2 separate regions of the Zea mays genome follow, and region 2 is linked to region 1. The links are chromatin contacts, called in public Hi-C maps. All regions are on one chromosome and are shown on one strand. Each heading gives the region's core, a stretch centred on a gene start, on an enhancer-like site or on the middle of the called end of the contact. The rest is flanking DNA. Distances are from core to core; before and after follow the strand shown. Region 1 has its middle 16 kb from the start of LOC100191394. Region 2 holds the start of LOC100216715 (CDP-diacylglycerol--serine O-phosphatidyltransferase 1).

Region 1 (3,230 bases), core at 614-3,113:
CTATATCTTTACCATCTCCAACATTGTCTGAATTCCATCTTTATATCTCAACTTCTATATTTTCACAATCATATTAACATAAGTTTCTAGAACCTTAATTCAAAATATTGTCTCGTTTACATATTGCAAATCCTTTTTAATTATGTATTAATAACTATTTTTGAAGAATAATAAATACCAAACAAATTCAGAAGGCCATTCTCCTCTCCATCCCCACAGAAGATCCCATTATTTTTCTTCCTTTGGTTTGCTTTTTCATCTGCTCGCCGAAGTGTGATATCCTGGCCCCGGTGGATGGTGATATTATGGCCCAATGCTTAATAGAATTAATAGAGTATTCATACTAACAAGATGCATCTTCTTTTTCGGAAGCTTATCTCGAAAGAACCACCAAGTTAAGCGTGTCTGACTTGGAGTAATTTGAGATGGGTGATCGACTGGGAAGTTTTCTCGGGTGCGCATGAGTGAGGACAAAGTGCGCACAAAAGATTCGTGTTGGTCTGTGGGGACAATATATGATCCTAGAAAGCTGCTAGGAGTAAGTATCGCCGGTCCGACAGTGGACCGGTGTGTTACAATTGGTATCAGAGCCAACACTCGCGGTTTCACCGGCGTGTGTGGGTTAGGGGTTCGGGTATATGGCACATGGCGCATGTGGGCCCGGAGTGGTCACATAACATTACATATCACAACACTAGACAAACAGACGTGACCAAGAGAGGAGGTTCCTGGCTTGGGGTTGACCGACGAGGACGTCGGTCTTCTAAGGGAGGTGGATTGTGATATCCTGACCCCAATGGATGGTGATATCATGGCCCAATGCTTAATAGAATTAATAGAGTACCTATACAAACAAGATGCATCTTCTTTTTCGGAAGCCTATCTCGAAAGAACCTTCAAGTTAAACGTGCTTGACTTGGAGCAATTTGGGATGGATGACCGACTGAGAAGTTTTGTTGGGTGCGCATGAGTGAGGACAAAGTGAGGACAAAAGATCCGTGTTTGTCTATGGAGACAATATATGGTCCTAAAAATCTGATAGGTGTAAGTACCGTCGGTCCGAAAGTGGAAGGAGTGTTACACGGAGGTTGCTAGCTCCTTATCTAGTCGTCGGCGCCATGCGACAACTTGTTGGTGGTCGTCCGTTGCTGGCCACGCCGTGCAGCAGGACGCCGGTGGGCCACACGCCGGTTCTGTGTCCGCAGTCGCCAGCGTGGCGGCGGAGATGGAGGCATTTGTCGGTCGTCGCTCGACGTCGTGTCTGGCGCTGTGTTCAGCGTCGTAGGCATGGCGCCTGCGTCTCTCGCCCCTGGGTCGTCGCGCTCCTCGGCAGCATTCGCGAGCAGGTGATAGCGGACCAAAGAAGATCGCTAGATTTAGCGGATGCTGAGAACCTCCGCTATTTAGAGGACCATATAGTGTTTTGTTGATGGAGCGATAAAGCAGGAGAAGAAACGCTAAATACAAAGGGCATGACACTTTAGAGCATCTCCAACAATGCCTCAAACTAATGCCTCAAATCGAAATATAGGGCTCTACACAGGAAAAACCACTCCAACGGTGCCTCAATTCAACAAATTTTGTCAAAAAACTATAGGGCACCCTCTCAAGTGCCTCAAATATACTACACCGTAGTGGGCTGCCCTATAATCTAGATTTGGGGCTTTACTGTTGGAGCAGGGTGTTTTGTTGGTGCCCTAAATTCTATAAAATTTACTTATTTTAAAATTATAAGACATTTTTATAGGTCACGTTGTTGGAGATGCTCTTACGGTTCTTTGTTGAGCGAGTCTGATTCCATGCGCATTACAATTCACACGACCAGTGATCATGCATGTAAATGTAACAATAAGACCCAACTTAGGCCCAAACCCAACCTATGGCCCATGTACGATGCATTCACATTCGCAGCCAGGCCCATGGCTCTTGGAGGAAATAGGGCCGAAATCAAAGCTGGCTTTTGTTGCAAAAGCTGCAACTTTCATCTTTATATATAAAAACGCTGTTATTATTCCTTTTTAATTGACCAGAAAGAGCTGCTAGCTGCCAACTGTACGGTACTGTGTATATGCATCTAGACCAAGAGATGGAACTCATGAATGAACGCGGGAGATGAAACCGACCGCCGGAAAGGTGGCCGCCTAACCGCCCTCAAAGGTCAAAACTACTTCCACTTCCACAGTTTGCACGGCGACCACAGACGAGCAGATTTTCGTCGCTATGGGCCCGATTGGTTGTCTTCCCAGAGTAGCTTGTCCCGTATCTAGGAACTAGGACTCAGCAGACCATACTTTGTGCATGCAAAAGGGGTATATTTGGATGTCTGGCTGTCACCGGCCTGGTTGCAGAAGATATTGTTTGGATGCCTGGCTGTCACCCTCCCGCCGAACTCACCAGCGCTCCTCACGCGCTCAGCAGCGGCCAGGCTCAGGAGAAACGAAAAAAAAGGTCGCACGCCGCTGGCCAGACCGAGGGGTGCCTCGTGCATCGGGAGGGCCAGACCCAATAAACTCTCCAGGTAACCAATCATCACATGAGCGTGGATGGGGAATATGCAGGTAACCAATCAGTCCCTATACCTATACCTATGAATCGGAGCGCGCGTCTCGTCGACGTCGCATCGCCATTGGCTGTCCAAGTGCTGTACTCCTGTACTGATGAAACAGACGGGAGGGGATACCTGGCCTGGCCGTGAGATTATCATCGTCTCCGTAGCAGTGCTAGCTGTACTGATCCAGCAGCCAGAGCCCAGGAGGTGGGCCGGAGCTCGACGGTGAGGTGACGGTCCAACCGAACCACCGAATCAACCGGCCGGATCGTACCGTAGCAGAGCAGGAGCAGCCACTGGCCGCAAAGCAAATGAAAGAAACTGAATTGAAGAGAGAGTTCTTCGGCCTACTTACAAATCTCCACCCCCCAACAAGCTTCGTTGGATGTTAGCCCGTTTTTTTTTATAAAAAAAATCAAAATTAGGCTGCCTAATATTTACCAATGCTATCGACTCTCTTCTTCTTCGCAAATTGTCATTTTCTTCTTCTTAGCAAATTGGCCCACGGTACTTTCCAAGCTACAACTAACAACTAATTAAATAAAGAGAAAGGGGGCTTCCGTCCGAGGATATTAGTACCGGTTGATTTAGAATCGATCCTGACTTGACATCTTTTTTTAATCGTCGTGTTTTTGTAGAGGATATTACTACCAATCAGTGTCCACAACCGGTACCAATGTTA
Region 2 (3,206 bases), core at 601-3,100, 380 kb after region 1:
GCAGGCCCTTATTATTATTTCAAAAAAGCATGTTCCTGTCTATAAAATGTTCCACAGATAAAAAGACTATGAGCTCACATTAAAAAGCATGTTCCCATCAGCAAGAGCGAGATCGTTCGAGGCTTGTATGCCCATGCCGTCCATGGATCTACATCACCAAAATGATCTAGTGATCTTACACTACCATTGCAGACGGTGCCATTACATCCTCTGCGAGGTTCGTGATGACCGTTGACCCCCATTACAACAGCCTTGGCAATTTACTATCTGCAAAATACCCACAGTAGCATATGAGAATGCATAATAATCGTATTGATGGCAAAAATTCGCCACTCCTCCACGAAAAAAGCAGCATATAGCTCAAATACTTGCTAATAACTAGAAAAATGGATAATATACCACTGAGGCCACAGGGGAAAAACAAGTAGGTACAAGTGGATAAAATGTCATGAATGGTCCAGCAAATGGGGAAAAAATCACTTGCTTAGAACAGAAGAACAAATATGGCGTACAAACATCAGGCTGCAGTCGTACCCTTGAAGCATAAAACCTACTTTGCTAAGTACAAGTTGTCACTGCTTGCTCAATCATTTGCCAGGGATCACTTAATGAATCCCACTCATCTCCAAAATGGTTTCGGTGGCATTCAGGCTAGGTGCCAAATTCCAAACCCGAAAGGCTTCCAGTTATTCCAAAACAACAGAAGGGGTGTGGTGTGCTGCTGCAACCAGATGCTGCGTTAGAGCAAAACAGACGGGACCTGAGGCAGCAAAGGGCAAGGCCGAGCAAAGGAAAAATCCATTCCACGGAAGAAGATGAAGAGCGCCAGAAGGGATCGAGCAATTCAAAAAGAAACACATATAAAACAGCCCGCGGGTTAAAAAACTGTGGAAATAATTAGGGCCGACAGTGATCCGTACACATCGTCCAAATTAAGAAGCCGGAAAAGCTAAGACGCAGCAGCTTTTGCGAGGCAGCAAAAAAAAAAGGCCGCGAATTTGAAGATGCGCGCATCAAATCCGGTGGGAATCCGCCGGCGACTCCCACGAACGGGAGCGCTCTCAAGGGAAGTGCACACCAGAGAAACGGTAAGCAGGGAGGGGGCGAAATAAAGGCTGCTAGATGAGCAGTCAAACGCGGCAGAGCGATGCAATGCAGGCAATGAAATCGAGGTGGGGGAAAGGACGGCCTTTACACGGCACTGGGCATTAACAACAGCATAAAACACCGGAAAAGGCGGCGTTCCGTTGAGCCTGCCCCGCAGGTCCGCACGCCCGCCCGCCCGCCCGCGACCGGTGGTTCGCCGGCGAACGGCCAGGAGCGCATTAATCAACGCCGCGACGATAAACTGAAACGGCAACTGCCGGGTAGCCGCCGGCCGCCAGCGGCAGAGACCGTGCCGTTGCGTACGGTGCCCAAGCCCCAGGACAGGAGGAGGCCGGGCATAACCGCAGGAACGGGGCCGCCCGGCGCTGAAAAAAAACATGATTAGGGCTCCCCGGAGCCGAAAAGTTAATCCGCGGGATTTCTGCGGGGATGGCGATGGGAACCGGAACATGGTCGACATGGAGGAAAGGGAGGCGACCAGGGCCAGGCGGGGGAGGGAGGGAGCACGTACGCGGTGGAAAGCGACAACAGCGTGCCGGTCGTACGATCCCGCGTGCGGGGAGATCCAGGCCGTCGAAAGCGACCGAGGGAGTTGCTGTCCCTCTCCCTCGCTCGCTTTTCTTCCGTTCTCTCCAACGCGGCAGGCAAGCAGCGGCTGTTCGCGAGGTGGAGTTCGTAGAGAGAGAGAGAGACGGGAGATGGAGATGGCCAGGACCAGGAGAGGGTGCGGGGGGATATAGAGAGGGATAGAATGGAGTGTAGCCCTGCGAGGCGGTGAAGAGCGAATCTTCTCATCTTATATAAGAGGTTAGAGAGAGAGGCGGTCAAAGAAAAGGCTCGAGATAGAGAGAGGGGGGAGAAAGGAATCGGAGTCTTGAAGGGGGATCATTGGAGCATTGATGATGGTTCACTCTCCCCTCTGTTTTTTCTTTTAATTTTTTTAAACGCTCTCTTTCTCTCTCATAGACAGAGGTAGGAGTAGGACCCTCCATGGAGGTGCCACCACCACCACCACCACCACCACCCCCTCTTCTTGATTTAGGGCCTGTTTGTTTACCCCAATGAATTATATAATCTGGATTATTTTTGGAGGATTATATAATCCAATGGATTAGATTATATAATCTGGGCAAATAAGCTAGACTGTTTGTTTGCCTCTTAAGATTATTTAATCCAGATTATATAATCTGGGGGGTAAACAAAGAGGCCCTTAATCATAAGACGCCAAAATAAAACTTAAATGATGTCCCCCAGTTCAGTGCCACCGTGCTGGTTAAGCGCAGCTAGCTAATGCGACACATGCCGTTTTGTTAATTTCAAACTGTAAATCTAGCCAGTACAGACGTTTAATAGTTAAATAGCTTGGCAAATAGTACATGTATAAGGCCATGTTAGTTTCATCTCTAGGCCATGTTAGTTTTATCTCTAAACCATGGGGATTGAGATTGGAAGAAATTGGTGAGGATTTTAACTTGTAGAGAATTTAATCCCTATCAATATCTATGGATTAGACTAAACGAATAGCATCTAACCCTTTTAATCTCTCCCTAACTGATCAGACCCTAAAGGGGGCGAGGCTAACTAGCCGGCTAACTCAGCTTCTATTCCAAGAGATCTTCCTTGGTTCCTTGTAATAATCTCTGATTTCGGCCAAATAAAAGGATTGTGCAAATTTGCAATGGAAGAGAAAAAAAATTCTCCCGCTGCAAATTCAATTGCAAAAAAAGGAAAAAGACTAGATGCCTCACCTGCTTGCTGTACATGTATAAAGAGCATCTCCGACAGACTCTTTATTTTTTCTTTCGATTTTGATTTTTTATTTAACTTTTCATAAAAATTACAATCTATATGTAACATCTTATTCCAACATATCCTATAACAAACAAGTTAGAGCATCTCCAAGAGACTAGTTAGATAACTCGTCAAGCCAAATTTTGGCTACTCAATAGCAAAATAACTCTCCAACAGATTAGCTATCTGACTCGCCAAGCTATCAGACTCTTCAAATTGACTTTCTCACTAGTCAAATTTGGCTAGCCACCTGACTAGCCAAATTAGACAGATAGTTTGTTGGAGTGAGATGCTAGTATGCTACATAC

The links. A called contact is a pair of places that touch in the nucleus more often than the background predicts.
Region 2: a contact with region 1 is called in a Hi-C map of leaf, with 4 times the contacts expected there. The contact joins the promoter of LOC100216715 here to the enhancer-like site in region 1. A contact is called at or near these places in 2 of 25 Hi-C or Micro-C datasets (both in leaf).

The regions. Positions count from the first base shown.
Region 1 is chr3:26,127,793-26,131,022 of Zm-B73-REFERENCE-NAM-5.0, forward strand. No RefSeq gene overlaps it. Among protein-coding and RNA genes, the nearest start is that of LOC100191394, 16 kb to the right of the region's middle. Within about 2 kb of position 1,864, at least 17 of the 20 cell types and tissues checked have an H3K27ac peak or open chromatin away from gene starts, as enhancers often do. A contact at or near this core is called in leaf, where this site is marked.
Region 2 is chr3:26,510,548-26,513,753 of Zm-B73-REFERENCE-NAM-5.0, forward strand. It overlaps LOC100216715 (CDP-diacylglycerol--serine O-phosphatidyltransferase 1), which reads right to left and starts at 1,851. Exons shown (of 13, transcript NM_001143120.1): 1 at 1,619-1,851; 2 at 79-267. The coding sequence starts at 242.